Linked DNA regions of Mus musculus: regions 1, 2, 3, 5 and 6 are each linked to region 4. Evidence: chromatin contacts called from public Hi-C, HiChIP or PLAC-seq and promoter capture Hi-C data. All regions are on one chromosome and are shown on one strand. Each heading gives the region's core, a stretch centred on a gene start, on an enhancer-like site or on the middle of the called end of the contact. The rest is flanking DNA. Distances are from core to core; before and after follow the strand shown. Region 1 has its middle 590 kb from the start of Gm23738. Region 2 has its middle 380 kb from the start of Cdk5rap2. Region 3 has its middle 660 kb from the start of Gm23738. Region 4 holds the start of Brinp1 (bone morphogenic protein/retinoic acid inducible neural specific 1). Region 5 overlaps Cdk5rap2 (CDK5 regulatory subunit associated protein 2). Region 6 holds the start of Cdk5rap2 (CDK5 regulatory subunit associated protein 2).

Region 1 (2,865 bases), core at 335-2,834, 1.4 Mb before region 4:
GCCTTTTACTACCAAATCCGTAATTTGTGGATTATAGAACTAAATAGATGCTCAGGAAACATTTGGTGAGTTAACAAATTGATTAATAGCAAAGCAAAGTTTAAAGATCATTGTCAGAAGCGTTAAGCCTTCTACATTTCTGGTGATATGTAAGTGACTCTGCATTTGTGGGAAGGGAGGGAAATACTATGCAGTCACTGAGTATGATGAGATAAAGTGTATGTATCAGTATATTTTAAATGCCACTAGTAATGTAAGGGTTTAGAGAGCTGGATCTCTAGTAAGGACTAATTGTTTCTTTCAGCAAGGACTGGAATTTGTTTCCAGTACCCACCGTGTGTCCTACATCCTAATGTAATTCTAGTTCAGAGGATCTTACACCCTCTTCTTACCTCCAGAGACAGCAAGCACCCATGTGATATGTATATAAACATTCAGACAAGACTTTCTTGCAGACAAAATAATAAATAAACACTTAAAAACACAAAGTAATTTGAACTTGCAAGTCGATTTTGATGTTATTATCTTTACCTTAATGCAGTGCACATCTTAAGGATAACAGTTTGCCAGCTGAAAAATCATTACACTGTCAGACAGCAAGGACAGATGTCTGAAGGATGGTGTTCTTCTCTGGGTGCAGTGAGCTTATCTGAGTTTTCAGAAAAGAAAACTGAGGACAACAATCAAGAGGAAAAAAATTCTGCATATAGAAAGCCAAGCTGATTTTCTAAAGTAAGAAGTTTCAGGCTTCAGCAATTTACCATGCAGCACAGAAAATGTATAGGTAAAGGAGGACTGACGAGTAATTACATGCTTGTTTGTTTGCATGTTTATAACAAGATCCGTAAGTCTCATCCCTATCACCAGACACAAGACATGCAATCTATTTTAATCTGACTTTATTTCCCATCTTTTAAAAACTATTTATTTTCTTTATCACAGATGGGAAAAATACCATATCCTTCAAAGATCACTGTGAACATTACATGAGATACATGCTTAAAACCATTTGGCACAGTTCCCCCTGCACCATAAGCACAGACTCTAAGAAGCTGCTATTGTCAATGTGATTACACTTGAGTTTATATTCCAAGGGGTGAAGCCACATAAACTTGGGGCGTAAAGAAGCCATAAAACACAGTATTAGAATTAGCTCTGTTTCTGAAAAAAAAAAAACTGAAGAACAAAATGTAGATGTAAAGGGAAGTAAGAATTGCATGGATGAGGTTATAGCACATAGCTCTAAGGATTTAAGGCTTTAATGACCAGAGTGCAAAAATAGAGATGTTTTCTTTCCTTATTTTATTTTTGCTTGCCTGTCACTCAGAGGGGCTTATGTGGATTTTTTTCAATCCCTGTAAATCAATTCATAGAGGTGACCTGGCCCAAATTCTCTATCTGAGGAGGAAACATTGCTTGTGGCATGATTTATTCCCTAGCCAATCTTCCCCCATTTCCCTGCCAAAATGAGGGCCCTTTTCATGGTGTGATGGAAAGAGAATGCCACGTTTAATTAGAGAGAATGAGCAGAGAGGAAGAGAAAAGGCAGTGAGCATGCCACTGTGCTGGCAGAAGTCTCCCAGGAACAGAAGGCGATGCGTTGTGACAGATGCCTTTGTTATGTTGTTTGTTAAACACGGTGTGGCTGCATTTCACAACATTTCTGAATCTGCCCCTGCATTCCTGGACATTTTGACAGTAGTGAGTAGAAACTATGGGGACTTAGGACAACAAGTTAAGGATGGAAATCAAGGAAGTCACAATAATATTGATGTAGTGTGATTAGTATTTGAAGTCATCGTCACCTAAGTTTATCACCCTCACAGAATCACTGGTAGCATTAGGTTCTGTGTGTCGCAACTTCCAAGGTGTAAACACTGTGCCATTTTACATACAAATCAGATGAATATGTGAGTATCCAATATGTTCCTAACTATGTTATGAATGTGTATCTGGGTAGATATCATATACATCACTATCCAATCTCTGGAGGGATTTACAATCCAATGGAGGCAGGAAAGCATACACAACCTATGTAAGTACATTTAATTATGTATTTGGCAAAGATATTAAGATACAATGCGGTTCAAAGCTATCCAAAATTAGTTTTCAAGTTTGAAGTAAAAAGCCCAATGACAAAATGAGAAGATGGCTGTCTGACCACAGCAAATTATCTGATGGAAGAGAGTATTGTATAGAAGACAAGACAATGAACAGGTAAAAGAGAGATTTGTTTATGAATGTAGGGATCCACAAATAGGAGGGAGAGTGAGAGAAGGGAATCCAGAAAAGATAAAAGGACATTAGGCAAAATCAGATGAGAAAGATTGTGAACCTTCAGGTTTAATTTGAAATATTACTGAAATTTCCCAATGAAATTCTTAAGCAAGAGGTATTATAAAATTGTGACAACTAAATTAATTTCTCATATGCCCGTGTCAACCTTAATCTAGGCGATCATACTGCATTCAGCACTTACTAGAGAACATGGGAAACTAAATGTGAGCTTGCTTTATTTATTTATTTATTTATTTATTTATTTATTTATTTATTTATTTTGGAACCAGATAAAAAAATTCAAGGAGGTCTACTCTGATGTATCTGACAGAAGAAAGTTTGGAGACCCATTCTATATTTTATTATCCTGAAACTGAAAACTTACTAAGGGCCTAACTTCAGAGGCCTTGAGCACTAAGGGAGGAGACTGGGCACCAATACCATGTGAGTGATCTTGCTTTCACTGCCTATTATACAAGAAGTGAGGGCTAAAGAGAAAGTAGCAGTACCACATCTCGGCTATAAGCACAGAGTAGATGGACGCTGGCAGTGGCCTCAACAATACAAAGTTATTTTCTACTGAGAGTT
Region 2 (2,700 bases), core at 153-2,652, 1.1 Mb after region 4:
AATTAACCCAACTTAGAAACCCCTAAGACATAGGTTGTCTAACAGATGATGCTATAAACTGTCAAATCGGCAACCACTACACTACTTACCATCATAACCCCCTCCCCTCAAGTCACCCACTTTATGCCTCACTCTACCCTCAAGGCTTGGAATAGAAGAAGCAGTACATAATTATCTTCTGAACGAAATGAATGAGTAAATGACTGGAAGCAATCAGCTGTCTGCTGATTTCTAGTTACAACTCAAAATTTCAAAGGCACACCCTCAGAATTCCTGCTCTATTTAAGACACCATGCTTGGAAAGGACTAAAATGTAGATCAAAGAATGAAGAGGTGTTCTCAAGGTCACACTGGATGCTGCTGCTTTGATTTCCACACTTGGCATAGTTCAGAAGCTAAGACTGTCTGCCACGGTACTGTGCTAGTCCTAGGTTTAAGAGGCTGAATTGATAGATGGCACCTACATGGTTAAAAATTCTTTCAGCAGTCTGCAACAACACGTGCAGTGTTTAATTGATTCTTCCATGCTCTCTGTAGACTTCTCCAGAGCCTCGGATTTATCTTTTCCCTGTTATCTTTACAGTTTCAAAGCCAGACATCAAAATATGTCCTTTGAAGACACAGGTAAGCACCCATCTCCATAAGTTTCTCATGAAAATTAAAGATGCTAGAAACCAATCCTGAATCGAGATCCCCAGAAAACAGAGAACAGGAAGCAAAGAGAGCATGGCATTGTGGGAAAGTCTGGCACCAAGGGAGAACAATGCTCAATAGAGGCAGAGATAGCATGCCAGACAGCAAGGTCTCTGGGAAGTGAGTGTGGACCAGGCCCCTCTTCCATACCCTCAGTCTTCTCTCCAAGGAGCTATCAGTGTCTCTTGGGAAGGTACAAGGCCTGCTCCCTAACCTCTCTCAAATGGACTTGATATCCCAAACTAAAGTTTATAGTTCCCTTTCCCCAAAGATACCCTATCACTCTCATAAGGATTGCCCTCTATATTTTGTTCTGCATTTTAAAGACAATGTATCATTAGCTCAGACTAACTGTGAGCTTACTTTAACACTCCTGGATGAGGTGGTCCTCCTATAGACATCATGGTGGAGAAGATGCTTTCCTCATCCTATCCCTCTTGCTCTGCATCATCTTCCTAAGGGAAGCCTTGGTTGGATTCTCCTTCACTTCACTTTTCATTGTGATTCTGTTGTTTGCCTTTTTACCTCTCACCAAACATCCACAAGTTTTGGTTAGGACTTCCTAACTCAATTAACTCAATTTAGAAACTTTCTAAGACATTCCCATAGGTTGTATTGAAATAAATGAAATGGTCACCCCTGCACATGCCTGGGACTGCTACCAAGCAACGGAGCCTCATGTGAAAGAATGAGGAAATGAGTCTCCCAGATGATGGCTGTGATCAGTCCAGAGAAGTGGCTAGTAAGAAAGGAGGAATCTGGGCATCCTTTGGGGTGTGCTAGGGAACAGAAACTGGACTGTTCACCACAAACAGCACTCCCTCATCTGCCTGCCCAAAGGAAGAAAGCCACTGCCCTGTGGAATGTGCAGCCACTGTCCTGTGAAATGTGCAGCCACTGTCCTATGGAATGTGCAGCCACTGTCCTATGGAATGTGCAGCCACTGTCCTATGGAATGCACGTGACAGGGATGAAGAAGCTCTGATTGTTCTACATCCCTCAGAACTCTAACATGATAGTATGTTGTCAATTTTTCAAAATGTCAAAATATAAATTTTGTCAATTTTAAACCACATCTTTTCACCATCTCTGAAATCAGCATGTATGCTACAATGGACACATATAATTATTTCTTTTTATTTCAAGGCTGTCATTAAATCCACAATGTGTCTTACTCAAGAGCTCTTAGAACCAAGGGATACAAAATTAGGAATAGAGGATTTTGAATTCTGACAGCCCTCCTGTTTATCCTGCCTTTCCAGAAAATTATGGATAGCACTCCTGCATTCTCAAAGGTCTCAGTCTGGATGAGATGTGATATGATATGATATGATATGATATGATATGATATGATATGATATGATATAATTTGATATGACCACCCAAACAACATAGTGACACCTCTAGGATCCCTATGTTCCTATCCAATGGGTGCCTGCATGCTTTGTTTAGGAACCATCTACCCCATTGTATTTGTACATTTGCTGGTATCTGCAAATCAAAACATGCCATCCTATTTCAGTAATTCTTTTGGGCATCCTCATATAGCTTCTATTCATTTTTACAAAGAAGGTGATGACAGAATGACCAAAATTCTTCTAAGCAGCTCTTTCCCCTCAGCCACAGTTCCTTAAAACCATAGGAGGGTAAAGTCAGTCCCAAGAAAGCAGGCAGGCAATACCCATATCTCCCAGCAAAACTTCCTTTGAATTTCAAATTCTAAAGTGTAATGAGAGTTTATTATTATATATAAGTTTACTTTTATGTAAAAACTGGGCTTTCAATTCATTGTCAGGGTGCTCATTGTCTATTCTTGGGCTCTTGATGGCCTCAGTATATTCCTAAAAAATTCAACCTGAGAATGTTGCTCTTATCTTATCCAATGAGAGACGCCTGCTGAAAATGACCGGGTTGGTGTTCACCCAGGACGCCTGCATCATGAGAAGCCTGCGATGGAAAAGATACCCCTAGATGACACCGCCTATGGAGAGAATCAAACTACAGCTT
Region 3 (2,907 bases), core at 142-2,641, 1.4 Mb before region 4:
TTATAAAATGGTTATGTGTAAGGCACTGTACAAGTAATTGTAATTATAACAATGAATGCAAAACATGAAGGTCCTCTCATCATTGAGACACCATTAAAACATCAATTTCTCCGGCTGTGAATGTTTGTGCTAAAGACATGTCAGCTCCTGGGAGCTAAGTATGGGGAAATGAATGATACAAAGGATAGATAGCATTAGAGGGGAGTATTTTAGATTCACCTGTATTTGCAGTAGGGCACACTTGAGAGATTACCTTGTGGCAGAGACCTGAGCAAGGATACAGTTGAGCCATAAAGTTTTCCAGAAACATTGAAATAGTGAGAAAAGTTGTAGAAACTCAGAGAGAGGGAGTTGTTTGCAGCAAAGAACTGAGAGGAAAGAGCCAAGAGGGCTGTTGATGCCATAGCAAGGAATACTTGGAAATATTAGGAGATGGTCAGCTAGCATGGTTTCTGTTGTTATCATTCTTCTTTGTATGTGATATGTACTTGATAGTGTGTATATGCATGGGTACTTGGTTGTGTGCATTGTGATACTGGGTATATGTGTACTTCGAGGTCCAGGTTTGGGTGTCTTTCCTTGATTATGCTCCGAACTTATTTATTGAGACTGGCTATCTCAGTGAATCTGGCACTCATGCTTTAGTCTAGGATAGTTTTGTAAGTGACCTTTAAGAACTCCACTGGTCTCTTCCTCTAGCACCTAGATTTCAGTAGTGCACAGCTACTGTTAACATTTTGCATAGATGCTGGAGATCCAACTAGAGGTCCTTTGTCTTTTTTGACAAGCACTTTATGGATGGATCCATCTCCACAGCACGGTTCTATGATTCCCTAGTGTTTCTACTGTAGATGACTAGAGTCTGACACAGAGACAGTCTAAAAATAATAGATAATTTTAAATAGGAAAGTACATTTTCTTTTTCATTTTGCAATCCTGCCATTATTGTTTATCATTCTTCTCTTTCAGAGATGAGAGATACAGAAGATCAAGAGCAAAAGCAGTTTCCAAGGGATGTTAGGCTTCTGAGCCTCTGTTCAGTGACAATTTTGGTCCTAATAATTGAAGACTAGATTTTCAGAGGAAATGTTTGATATCTGGGATTTATCCTGAACTGTACTTGCTGCTCATTTCTGGTCATGAATATATCTCTTGCCTCTGATTTTGCCTCCAAAGGCTCAGATGTCACCAGCCACCCTGCTGAAGTCTTACATTTCCAGCCATGGCCCCAATTGTGCATCCAATGGCCAGAGTAAACAAATGAGAAATTATCACTTGGAACAAACATCTGATTATCTCAGCAGCAATTGCTATGAAAACAGAACACAGGAAAGGGCAGTCGCTTGCTTTGCTGCTTTTATTCCAAGCTCTGATTGTTGTGGAATGAGGTGGCCTTTCCACCTGGCACCGGATAACAAGGACAGGTGGTGCCAGGTGGCATGGACTGTGGGGAAGAAGACAACACATCTGTGACCCACCCAGTCCAGCTCGGTTGACTCTCTGCATGTCTCTCGGGTGTCCTACTGTGGAAAGAATAAAAATAGAAAAAAGGATCCAAGGGATCCAGTTTGGGATGTGGCCCTAGAGCTTAGATATTATAGATCTTAAGCAAAATATGTTGCCTTTATTCAAAACTGCCCTATCAGTGGTGAGATGAATAGTGCTATTGTGAGACAGACTCAGGGAAAGTGAATACAGAAGTAGGTTGAATTGAACAAATAGTACTGTTTGGTGGCAATTTAATCTAATTAAAAACAGAAGTTTTAATGCCTGCTTTACTATATTTCTCTGTAATTTTAAGGATGAATACATTTTCAAGTATCAAAGAATTAGGTACACTGCATAAACATGATACAGGTACAAGATAAGATTTTAATATTGATCATTGGTCATCTTTTGGACTGATATAAGTAGGGTATCAGTATATTTAACAAAAATATTCATTGGTACTAAAATTTTAAATTAGAGTATTAAAAATGTTAACACTATGAGGTGATGCTTTGTAAGAAAGTGTTGAGAAAATGATGAGAGTGTAGCAAAAAAGAACAAAGTAAAAATTTCTTTAGCTTGTGAAGAACACATGTTGAGCATTTGTCAAATAGAGTGCCTTGGAAGTGGCAACCTGTGCCTCTAAAAATAGGCAAAGCATGAAGGGATGAGAAGGAGTACTTATATAGCTCTATGAGTCTCTTGGGCATGACATTTACTGAGATATTAAAGACAACACACCAATGCAATTTGAACAGGGACTTCATGAAAAATCAGAACGTCATTGTGTCTCCACATACACATGTGCTTTCCAGATGTTCAGCAGAGGCTGTGAAAAGATGTGATGTCATGTGCGATGTGAATGCTGGCTTTCAGAGATAAACATGACTCAGTGTGCATAACTACATGGTGCAGCCCTTCCAAAGAACAAAAATTAAATTTTATTATGATGAATAAATACTTGGGAGGAAGGAATTTTCCTATAATTACTGTATTATTCTGTGCCTTTAATATCAATTCAATTTCTGTTTTTTTATGTTGTAATATATTCATTAGTTATAACTAGAAATCATATTATAATGATGATAAAAGAGGGCACTGTATTATGACCAAATATTGAATGCCCAACAATTTGTATGTATGTGTGTGTATGTATATATATGTATGTATGTGTATATATATATATATATATATATATATATATATATATATATATATATATATATATTCACCACCAAAGTAAGTTATCCAATTGAAGATTGATACTTATAATTGGTCTTGTCTGATGTGGTTCCAAAGGTTGTGTTAAAGAAAATAATCCATAGTAAAGTAAATCAAACAATCCAATCTATCGATAAAAGGTGATCCTGAACATGTTAATTAACTTCTTGATTTTTTTAATATCTTCAATGGTACTGA
Region 4 (2,782 bases), core at 243-2,742:
CAAAGCTTGTCTGAGATGGAGAAGGCAAAAAGAATGCGTCCTAGGAAAGTACACATCAGTCTCCTGCCAAAGCACCCAGCGATGCCCCAAAGGCTATTTTCTCTGGTGCTGGATGTGACTGAGATGGACAATCACATTGCCAGAGGATGCTTGCTCTTTTCCCCTGAGATGATTCAGGCAAACTTACCCAGACCACCCCCTCAGAAAAAAGGCTGGGGGGGGGGGTTGATTGCAACAGGGAGACAGGATGACATCTCTACCCAAGACTTGTCATGCAGTAGATAAGGAGATTCCTGACTTCCTCCTTTCTTTCTCACTCCATACTCAGCCTTTCCAAATTCCCATCAGAATCCTGGAGTCTGCCCAGTGTGGAATTTAAAGGGACAGCATCTCGCTTGTCTCGGGTTTTGGACATGTCTCTTTCATTTTTAACGGTGAGTTCAAGTGTGCAGCACTACCCCATGATTTAGACGATATTTTTCTTTCATTGGTATCATTACTGGAATAAATAAGGCACCGTATATATTCCTGGCATCTCCCAAACCAATGCCCAGAGACCTAAGAGGAAGTCCACAGCGGGCTTCCCGGTGGCTACGTGATACTGTAGTAAGAACCCCATTCCATTCCCTGCAAGCTGAAGAGATCTAATTAAAAATACACAGACGCGCACACATGCAAACACACACACACACACACACACACACACACACACACACACACACACACACGCATACACACACACCGCTGAAAGTAGGTTATAGGGCACAAACACACACACTCACACAGACAGACACACAACACGCATCAAACGCAAACGACGCTGCACAGGCAAACATACACTAGCACCACATCAAGTTCCCACCATGGTACACACGTCGGGAGCGCGCGGGGACACACACGACACTTAACTAAAACCCGCATTTAACCCATGGAGTCCAATCTACAGGAAACCCAGTCTCCAGAACAGAAGAGGACTTGGAGGCGAGGGAAGACCGGACGAGGGTGCTGGAAGGGGGATGGGAGGCGCAGGCGGGGGCGCCCCGACTGCGGTCCGGGGCTGGTTCCAAGGGCAGAGGGGCTGTGGGGAGCTGCGCCCGGAGTCGCCTTACCTGGAGTCAATGTCCGTCTTTGGCGGAGAGCAGCGGAAAGACGCTTTTTATTCGGCTCGGTGGGAACTTGGAAGAGCCCTGCGTCCAGCTCGCATACCGGGGACGGCGCGGGGACTGCAGGCGTGGGGGTACCTGGCTCCTAGCAGCCTGGCTCATACTCAGCCTTAAAGTCCCCTTGGCTGGTCCCGAGGACAGGCATGAATCCCGACTCCAAAAGGTGGCCACTACTCCCTCTGCCTCTGGCTCTCTGGCTCTCTCGCCTTCTCCTTTGCCTGCGCTCTTCTCCTCCTCCTGCCCACCCCCTGTGCCAGATCAGTTCGCAGCCGCGGGGACTCGGAGCGAGGCGGCTGGCGAATGGAGAGGGAAGTCCAAGTGCGCCGCGGTCTCCGGGAGGGGAGCAGCGGAGGCCGGGCTAGGCAGTGGGAGGGACTTTGCTGGCAATGGAGGAAAATGAATGGGGGAGAGACTGCCGGGGGCGGGGAGGGCGGAGCTGAGTGCCGGGGTAGATTCCAAGGAGTGTTTTGTACGTCTTCGGGCGTTGGGGGAAGAGAAGGGAGAGGAGAAGAGAAGTGGGGCCGCCTGAAGGGAGGGGCAGATTGGGTGGGCAAAGGATGAGCTTCAGAGGAACTCACATGGGTCTGGGGACAGTGCTGCAAGACTCCTTACAGGAGCACCCAAAAGAACCATGTGCGCGCAGATCCTGAATCGTGATTCCAGCTGAAATGAGTCTGTAGCTGAGTGATGCGCGAGCGTCTGGTATTTCTGATTATGCGGGAGCTTGACGTGACTGCGTGTACATACCTGAGTGGGTTTTGTCTGGGGTGACGCACGTCTGAGTCCCGTTGTGTCTCTGTGTTTCTCTGTGACTACTGGAAATTGTTTTTGTGTGTAGGCGAGAGCCCACTTAACCTCCCAGAATTAAGCACGCGCTTCCTTACGTGGGAAGGATGTCAGAGTGGGAAGCCGAAGAGAACGCAAAGTTCTCTAGGGACCACCAGAGACAGGGAAAAGGCCAGGGTAGCTAGACGAACACAAGAATACAGATAGCTGAAAAACTCCGCATTCAGCCTGAGGTGCAGGCAGGGCCTCTGCCTGAAGTAAAACGAAAGGCCTTTTTTTCATGGTCTAAATTTACACATTGTACGGATTCTCTGTATTTTGCTTTATTTTACTCAAAGCTTAAATCCCACCGGAAGTGTAGATTCCTAGTCTTTTAAAGAATTGTCCAGGGTGGGAATCTCTGTCGAAGCTATGAGAGTGAGAGGCAGAAAACCAAAAGGAAAATATTGAACAATGTAAAGGAATCCAGATATAGTGAAAAGTGTAAGTGTTCGGCATGAACTGGAATCCTGTCTGTGTAGGACCTTGGCCAAGTTATCTTAGCCTTCACTTTCTCCCTGTTTAGTAAGATGAGATAACTAACCCTCTAATGAGATTGCTGTGTAGTTGAAAGAAAAATTGTAATATATATTCCTTCCATGTAGTTAATGCACCTTGTATATTACTCGCTGCTGTGATTCTTTCTGATATCAATGTTTCTTTTACCCAAAAGGTAACACGAGAGAGATGAAGTAGGTAGAAAAATGTAGAAGAACCTAAAAAACAGTGACTAAAAAGGAGGAGTTTTGAAGCAAAATGAGAGGAAAAAAATCCTTGAATTACAGACTAGGAAC
Region 5 (2,938 bases), core at 64-2,563, 1.4 Mb after region 4:
ACCAATCATACCTAAGTATTTTCCACTATTGAGGGGAGAAAGTAGAATTTTCCTAAGGATGAGCAAGTAATTAAAATACATCAAAATACCACAATCAGTGCTGGGGATAGTGTAAGAAACTTAGTATGCACAAGGCCCCATGTTCAATCCCAAACACGAGGGTGTACATACTCAAACAAGCACACACACAAAGATGTGCATGCGCAGTAGTGGTGAGAAAATCCATGATTTTATAATATTTCAAAAATATATTTTTAGTTGCTCTGACAGAATAAATGCCCTCAGAGATGTGCCCATCCCAATCTCTAAACGGCAAAAAGGAATAAAGGCAAAAGATGAAATTCAGGCTGTTTAATCAGCTGACTTTAAAGGACATATGTCATCCTGAGCTACCAAGGCGGCTTCAATATAACTACAAGAACCGTTGAAGATGCAAGAGCCATTGAAGATGTCTCTGCAACCACGGCTATCAGTGAGGATGGGAAGGGCCCAGAGGCCCAGAAATTGGTCAGCCTTGGGAATCCGCAGCCTTCGAGAGAAATGCATCCTAGAACAGCTTCTACCTCAGCCCGGTGAGTCCTAATTCAGACTTCTGACTGGCAGAACAGTCAAGATTGTGAATCTGTACTGTTGACCTGCTGTTGTACCTAGAGAACTCCTCTTGTGATTTTTCACGTTTAATTTTCCCTGCATGAATTGCCCCTCATTACAAATAACTACATAAGAAAAAAACAAATGTATTTTTACAGAGACACTCATCTGTAAACTGAAAAATAGTGAAATCAGATAATCATCATTTGGTAAACAATCACAAAATTGGACACCCAAATATTTGAAAGAAAAAAATGTATTCTAATCAAAAATCTAAGATGGGGCTATCTTAGATCCTTAATCCAAAATCAGACCGTAAACGCATTATGAACTTCTCTTAAAACTAAACCAAAATTCAATTCTAGAGGGAATTAAGGATTTTGTGGTCATATGTTTGTTTTTAATTCTATACACAAAATTGTTCCTCAGTGTCCCTGAGGGATTGGTTTCAGGATCCTGAGAGATACCAAAAGTAACATTCAAGTCCTTCCTATAATGGTATCATATTTGCATAGAATCTCCCCACACTCTCAGATTGCTCTAATATTTAGAACAATACAAATGCTGTACACATCTGTTACATAATATTGTTAGGGAATAATGACCAGAGTCTCTACATGTTTAATATAGACAGAATTTCCTACTCAAGTTTGGTTAAATGTGTGGATGCAGAAGCGAGACACAGAGCCAGCTGTAACACTAAAGCAACAGTAACAGAATAATAATGAACAAGCGAGTCCTGCCAACAACTTCAGCCATGCCCAAGCTGTGGCTGCTTCTTTTACACTTCCTACACCTGCAGTTGAGTTTTTATATTATTTTAACTTTGCTTTGGAATTTTTCCCATCTTTATTTATTCTATTACATCATGACCTACAAAGAACATACAGCAAAAACAACAATTTAAAGAGGAAAGAAAAGAGAAAGAAAGCTGGCCTGGTAGCTTAGTCACACCTGGCCAGCCTGCTCTACAGAGAAAGTTCCAGGCCAGACCCTGTCCCCAAAACCAACAAGCAAGCAAAACCAATTCTATGCAATGTTCTCATCTACCAATTTTAACAAATGCACTGGATCCTCACAGCCGCCAGCTGTGTGAGCCTCCGCAGACATGTTATTACACATTGCTCCTTTTTATTGCTGCGGGTATCTTTTATTACTGCTTTAGAGTTAATTTTTCAGGAAAATCACTGAGAGGAATTTCTACGTCAAAGGATATGCATATTTTTGAGGTTTTTTTCCCCAAAGAAGCAATGACAAAAGAAAAACAAGTACAACAATCAAAGCACTAGAGGCCTGTGCCAAAGCCTTGTCAGTAGTAGTTTCTAAAGTATTTGCTAATGGAACAGATAGGACAGCCTCCTCCAGAACTGTTTTTAAATTTGCGTTTCCTTCATACCTCATTGTGTATGGATGGCTGTACTGTTTTGCTGTTGTTGTTCTGCCCACACCACAACTGCAAACTGTTGTAGCTAGCTAGGAAATGGCAATCATTGAGGAGGGGGAGCTAGAGAAAAGATGACCCAGCAGTTAGTTAAGAGCATAGACTGCTCTTCTAGAGGTCCTGGTTTGATTCCAACAAGCATGGCAGCTCACAGCCATCTCCAACTCCAATTCCCAGAGATCTGATGCCTTTTTCTGGCCTATGTGGCACATCCATGCAAGCAGCACACAGACACGCATGCCTGCCAAGCACACATACTTAAAAAATTAAATTAAAATAATGTTTTTTTGTTTTTTGTTTTTTTAAAAAGAACCCAAGGTGTGCACTAAGCACAGATTCCATTATTCCACATCAGAGTGCCTACCAGGGCAAAGTGTATTGTCCTTGTTAAGCTATTACAGAAGAGGCAGGAGTCACTTGTCCAATAGACAGGACTTCATTATATTTCTCCCTTGGGATCCTGCTGCTGTTTCCAGACAGGGCAAGCACACACACTGGGGCCAGAGAAGCAGCTGTGACTGAGAAGTTGGCAATGTAGTAAGGAGGACCTGGGATGATCCCACACTCAGGATCAATGAAGCACAAGGATTGTGGTCAGCACTAACCATGACTCAGACCATGTGCCAGACATTGAACAGTTAATCTGTCTAATCTTTAAAACCTACGATGGAGTGTGGTGGGACAAATCTTTAATCCCAGCAGCTGGGAGGTAGAGGCAGGCAGAACTCTGAATTTGAGGCTAGCCTGAAATATATAGTGAGTCCCAGGCCAGTCAAGTCTCCCTAGCGAGCTCCCTAGCTCTCAAAAACAAAGATATTGCATCCCATCTGACTGCCAGCAGAGCCCTGGCTACCTCACTGCCTGCTGCTCACCCCACTAGTTCTGCTATTGGTCTTGCTGTGGCTC
Region 6 (2,700 bases), core at 154-2,653, 1.5 Mb after region 4:
AGTTTTTAATTAAATATACATCCTAGGTTGTATTTCTATGCTGGTCACTGTCAACCACGTTAGGACAGAGACAGGTCAGGGGAGCTAGAGAGCCCAGTACAGAGAGCCCAGACAAGGGTGGGACCGTCAGTGTGGATCTCCTAGCAGTGGAACCTGGATGTAAATAAGGGACACAGCAGAAACAGCAGGTACCCAAGCCTGAGAACAAGGAACAACTCAGTAAGATCGTTCCTGACCGAGCTTGGCAGTCAGGCACAGGGTAGAGGGCTTGGAGAAGAGACAGGGTTGGGAAGGGGTGGGGTGGGGGGTGGGGAGGCTAGAGAGGCAGATGCAGCCAATTATAGAGAAACTTGGAAGCCACAGTAGAGAACTTCATCCTGAAGATGACAAGGCACCTGGAGGGCCTAGGGCAGATTAAGAGATGAATGAGCAGGTATGAATGCAGCATCTGTCCAGTCAAGGCTGAGAGAGAAAGGAGGAGAGCATTAGCAGATCTCCTAGTTTAGTTCTCATGCCATCCGCCCGCTCTAAATGCCCCAAATAATCCAATTTCTGGTCCCAGGGGATCTGAAGAGAAGCCACAACTTGTAATAGTGGTAGTCATCATCCTTTTCACCACGGTTGAATGTCAGCCAATACAACTGCTGGGTAGCCATTGCTTCTTTTCATTCTCATCCCGTTTTTGGTGAGTGCACATCGGCGTTAGTACACTTTTCAGTGGGGAAGTCAACTTACCAAGGTCACCTACGTGGTCAGGGTATAGGCCGTTTTTTTAATTAAATTTTGTCCATCTCTAGCCAAGGCTCCACAGAACTTTGTCCCGTGACCCCATAAACAAAGTCTAAAATAACAACTACACTCCCCATAATGAATGCAAAGCCCCAAACAAGAATCAACCACCTAAGTGCTCTGATGTCCAGTTCCAGCCACCCCCTACTAATTAGACCCATCTCCTCACACTCTTTCAAAAAGCCCCCCTGCCTAGCCTACACATCGTCCTCAAAGTACTCCAGAACACACAACACACAGTCCAATGTAGTGCTGGCTGGACACCCAGGTCCCACCACACTCGGGGCGCAGCCGAGACCATCCCCAAGCAAACCGAAGGCCTCCAGGGAGTGAGTCGCCATCAACGGGAACCCCAACCCAGGTACCACGAATCCCAAAGCCAGGGCCACACCTGCAACCGCTGAGGGTCCCAGGCAGGGCGCCTTCCTCTTCCATCCCCGAGTCCATCGTGAACGCAGAGTGGTGGCGCCGGTGTCGGCGGCGGCAGCGCCACTGGTTCCCCGGCAGTCGCGGCGCGCTCGGTTCCCCAGGTCCCGCCCCCTCCAACCCAGCTCTTGTTCTCAGTCAAGCGGCGCCGCTGGAATTCAAACCGCAGCCGCCGCCATCTTTCCCGGCGCTTCTTCCTACGGAAACAAGGCGGGGTCACCCAGGCACGCGCGGTGAAGCCGCCCTGCAACGACCCGAAACCGGGCAAGAAGAGCTTTGCCTGGACGCCATCTTAACTCAGGGCAGAACCTGCGCACTCCAGCGTGCAACACTAGGAGAAAAGAAGCGGTAGCCATGTTTCGTGGGTGAGGGCATTCGGGCCGAAGCCAAGGCGAGCGCCATATTTGTTGAGGGTAAAAGTCCGCCGGGATCAGTTAATTTAAGCGGGAGGTGGAACAGCTCAGAGTATCAATCTGTTTGGTGTTCCAGACTCATGACTCCAAAATCGCTCCTTAGGCTCTTTCTACCCAAAAGGCTCTGCCTTAAGTTGAGACTCAGATAATTGAGTTCTGCTTCGATTTAGAAAAATACCACCTGTGGAGCGCTATTACAAACGGTAGTTTACAGGGTTAGTTTCAAGCGGCATGCCTATAAAGGGGTCACCCATACTTCATGTGCATTTTGTTACTATTAGGACTCATGCACCAGCAATCAGTAAACAGAGACTCAGAGAGAAGAAATTACTTGCCCAAAGTAATAAACAAGTTTACTATCCACTAAAACCAGATCCTTAGCTCCTCGTATCAACATCTCAGCACTCTGGAACCATGTTTTAACCTTCTTGGCCAGTGAATGTATTCTAAGAAGAGACATTTCTCCCCTCCCAAACAAAGGTCCAGATTAAATTGGAATTTCAGCTTTTCCTGCCTTGAAACTCCTCCCACTCTCAGGAGTTTTTGTCACTTTTCTTTAATAAATCTACCCAGGAATAAGGAAGGGGAGGGGAGGGTTGGGGAAGACTGGAGAGGAGAAGGCTTGGATGTGGAACAGTGGTCCCTGGCAGTAAACCTGTTCTGTCACATCCCTTTGACTGGACAATCTGCAAGTTATTTTTTGTAAGAATAACCTGAGATAACTTTAGGAATTCTTTCAATAATAATTCTCATGTCCCTACAACCCTAAACACTCTTTCTTTGCAAACTGGCAATAAACAGAGATATGATTTGAGCCCAGGTCCTTCTAAACCCCAACGCCCTAAATGGTGCACACAGGCTATATTCCACAAGTATTCTGTTCTTTTTCCAACTTAGAACTTAAAGTTCAGACATGCGATCTATAATTGCTTGGGAGGAGGACCACTGAATAACCCCCATCCATACTCATACACACAACCCTAATTAAACTCAGTGAGGAGGAAAAGAACATGAAAGTAGGAGAGGGGGGAGGGAGAGGGAAAGTGGGGAGGTGGAGGGAGAGGGAGAGCAG

The links. Promoter capture Hi-C pulls out the DNA fragments that hold promoters and counts their contacts. A called contact is a pair of places that touch in the nucleus more often than the background predicts. HiChIP or PLAC-seq counts read pairs in DNA pulled down with a chosen protein or histone mark.
Region 1: a contact with region 4 is called in a Hi-C map of cerebellar granule neurons, with 4 times the contacts expected there. The contact joins the enhancer-like site here to the promoter of Brinp1 in region 4. A contact is called at or near these places in 5 of 39 promoter capture datasets (the 3T3-L1 cell line, hippocampal neurons, liver and 1 more), 2 of 484 Hi-C or Micro-C datasets (cerebellar granule neurons and cerebellum) and 1 of 115 datasets of contacts at active chromatin or transcription factors (astrocytes).
Region 2: a contact with region 4 is called in an H3K27ac HiChIP or PLAC-seq map of neural progenitor cells, with 15 times the contacts expected there. The contact joins the enhancer-like site here to the promoter of Brinp1 in region 4. A contact is called at or near these places in 3 of 39 promoter capture datasets (embryonic stem cells and stem cell-derived epiblast-like cells), 4 of 484 Hi-C or Micro-C datasets (cerebral cortex and cortical neurons) and 1 of 115 datasets of contacts at active chromatin or transcription factors (neural progenitor cells).
Region 3: a Hi-C map of cerebellum shows a contact between it and region 4, with 3 times the contacts expected there. The contact joins the enhancer-like site here to the promoter of Brinp1 in region 4. A contact is called at or near these places in 4 of 39 promoter capture datasets (cranial neural crest, liver and pre-B cells) and 2 of 484 Hi-C or Micro-C datasets (both in cerebellum).
Region 5: a contact with region 4 is called in an H3K27ac HiChIP or PLAC-seq map of VIP interneurons, with 14 times the contacts expected there. The contact joins the enhancer-like site here to the promoter of Brinp1 in region 4. A contact is called at or near these places in 2 of 39 promoter capture datasets (the C10 cell line and hippocampal neurons), 2 of 484 Hi-C or Micro-C datasets (cerebral cortex and cortical neurons) and 2 of 115 datasets of contacts at active chromatin or transcription factors (VIP interneurons and neural progenitor cells).
Region 6: a contact with region 4 is called in a promoter capture Hi-C map of hippocampal neurons, with 7 times the contacts expected there. The contact joins the promoter of Cdk5rap2 here to the promoter of Brinp1 in region 4. A contact is called at or near these places in 3 of 39 promoter capture datasets (cranial neural crest, hippocampal neurons and maxillary cranial neural crest), 2 of 484 Hi-C or Micro-C datasets (cerebral cortex and cortical neurons) and 2 of 115 datasets of contacts at active chromatin or transcription factors (astrocytes and forebrain).

Annotation. Positions count from the first base shown.
Region 1 is chr4:67,588,642-67,591,506 of GRCm38.p6, forward strand. No RefSeq gene overlaps it. Among named protein-coding and RNA genes, the nearest start is that of Gm23738, 590 kb to the right of the region's middle. Within about 2 kb of position 1,585, at least 9 of the 459 cell types and tissues checked have an H3K27ac peak or open chromatin away from gene starts, as enhancers often do. A contact at or near this core is called in cerebellar granule neurons and cerebellum, where this site is marked.
Region 2 is chr4:70,029,504-70,032,203 of GRCm38.p6, forward strand. No RefSeq gene overlaps it. Among named protein-coding and RNA genes, the nearest start is that of Cdk5rap2, 380 kb to the right of the region's middle. Within about 2 kb of position 1,403, at least 4 of the 459 cell types and tissues checked have an H3K27ac peak or open chromatin away from gene starts, as enhancers often do. A contact at or near this core is called in neural progenitor cells, where this site is marked.
Region 3 is chr4:67,521,035-67,523,941 of GRCm38.p6, forward strand. No RefSeq gene overlaps it. Among named protein-coding and RNA genes, the nearest start is that of Gm23738, 660 kb to the right of the region's middle. Within about 2 kb of position 1,392, at least 5 of the 459 cell types and tissues checked have an H3K27ac peak or open chromatin away from gene starts, as enhancers often do. A contact at or near this core is called in cerebellum, where this site is marked.
Region 4 is chr4:68,952,905-68,955,686 of GRCm38.p6, forward strand. It overlaps Brinp1 (bone morphogenic protein/retinoic acid inducible neural specific 1), which reads right to left and starts at 1,493. Exons shown (of 8, transcript NM_019967.2): 1 at 1,110-1,493.
Region 5 is chr4:70,319,243-70,322,180 of GRCm38.p6, forward strand. The region is part of intron 12 of Cdk5rap2 (CDK5 regulatory subunit associated protein 2); the gene reads right to left. Among named protein-coding and RNA genes, the nearest start is that of Cdk5rap2, 90 kb to the right of the region's middle. Within about 2 kb of position 1,314, at least 16 of the 459 cell types and tissues checked have an H3K27ac peak or open chromatin away from gene starts, as enhancers often do. A contact at or near this core is called in VIP interneurons and neural progenitor cells, where this site is marked.
Region 6 is chr4:70,409,032-70,411,731 of GRCm38.p6, forward strand. It overlaps Cdk5rap2 (CDK5 regulatory subunit associated protein 2), which reads right to left and starts at 1,404. Exons shown (of 37, transcript NM_145990.4): 1 at 1,181-1,404. The coding sequence starts at 1,236.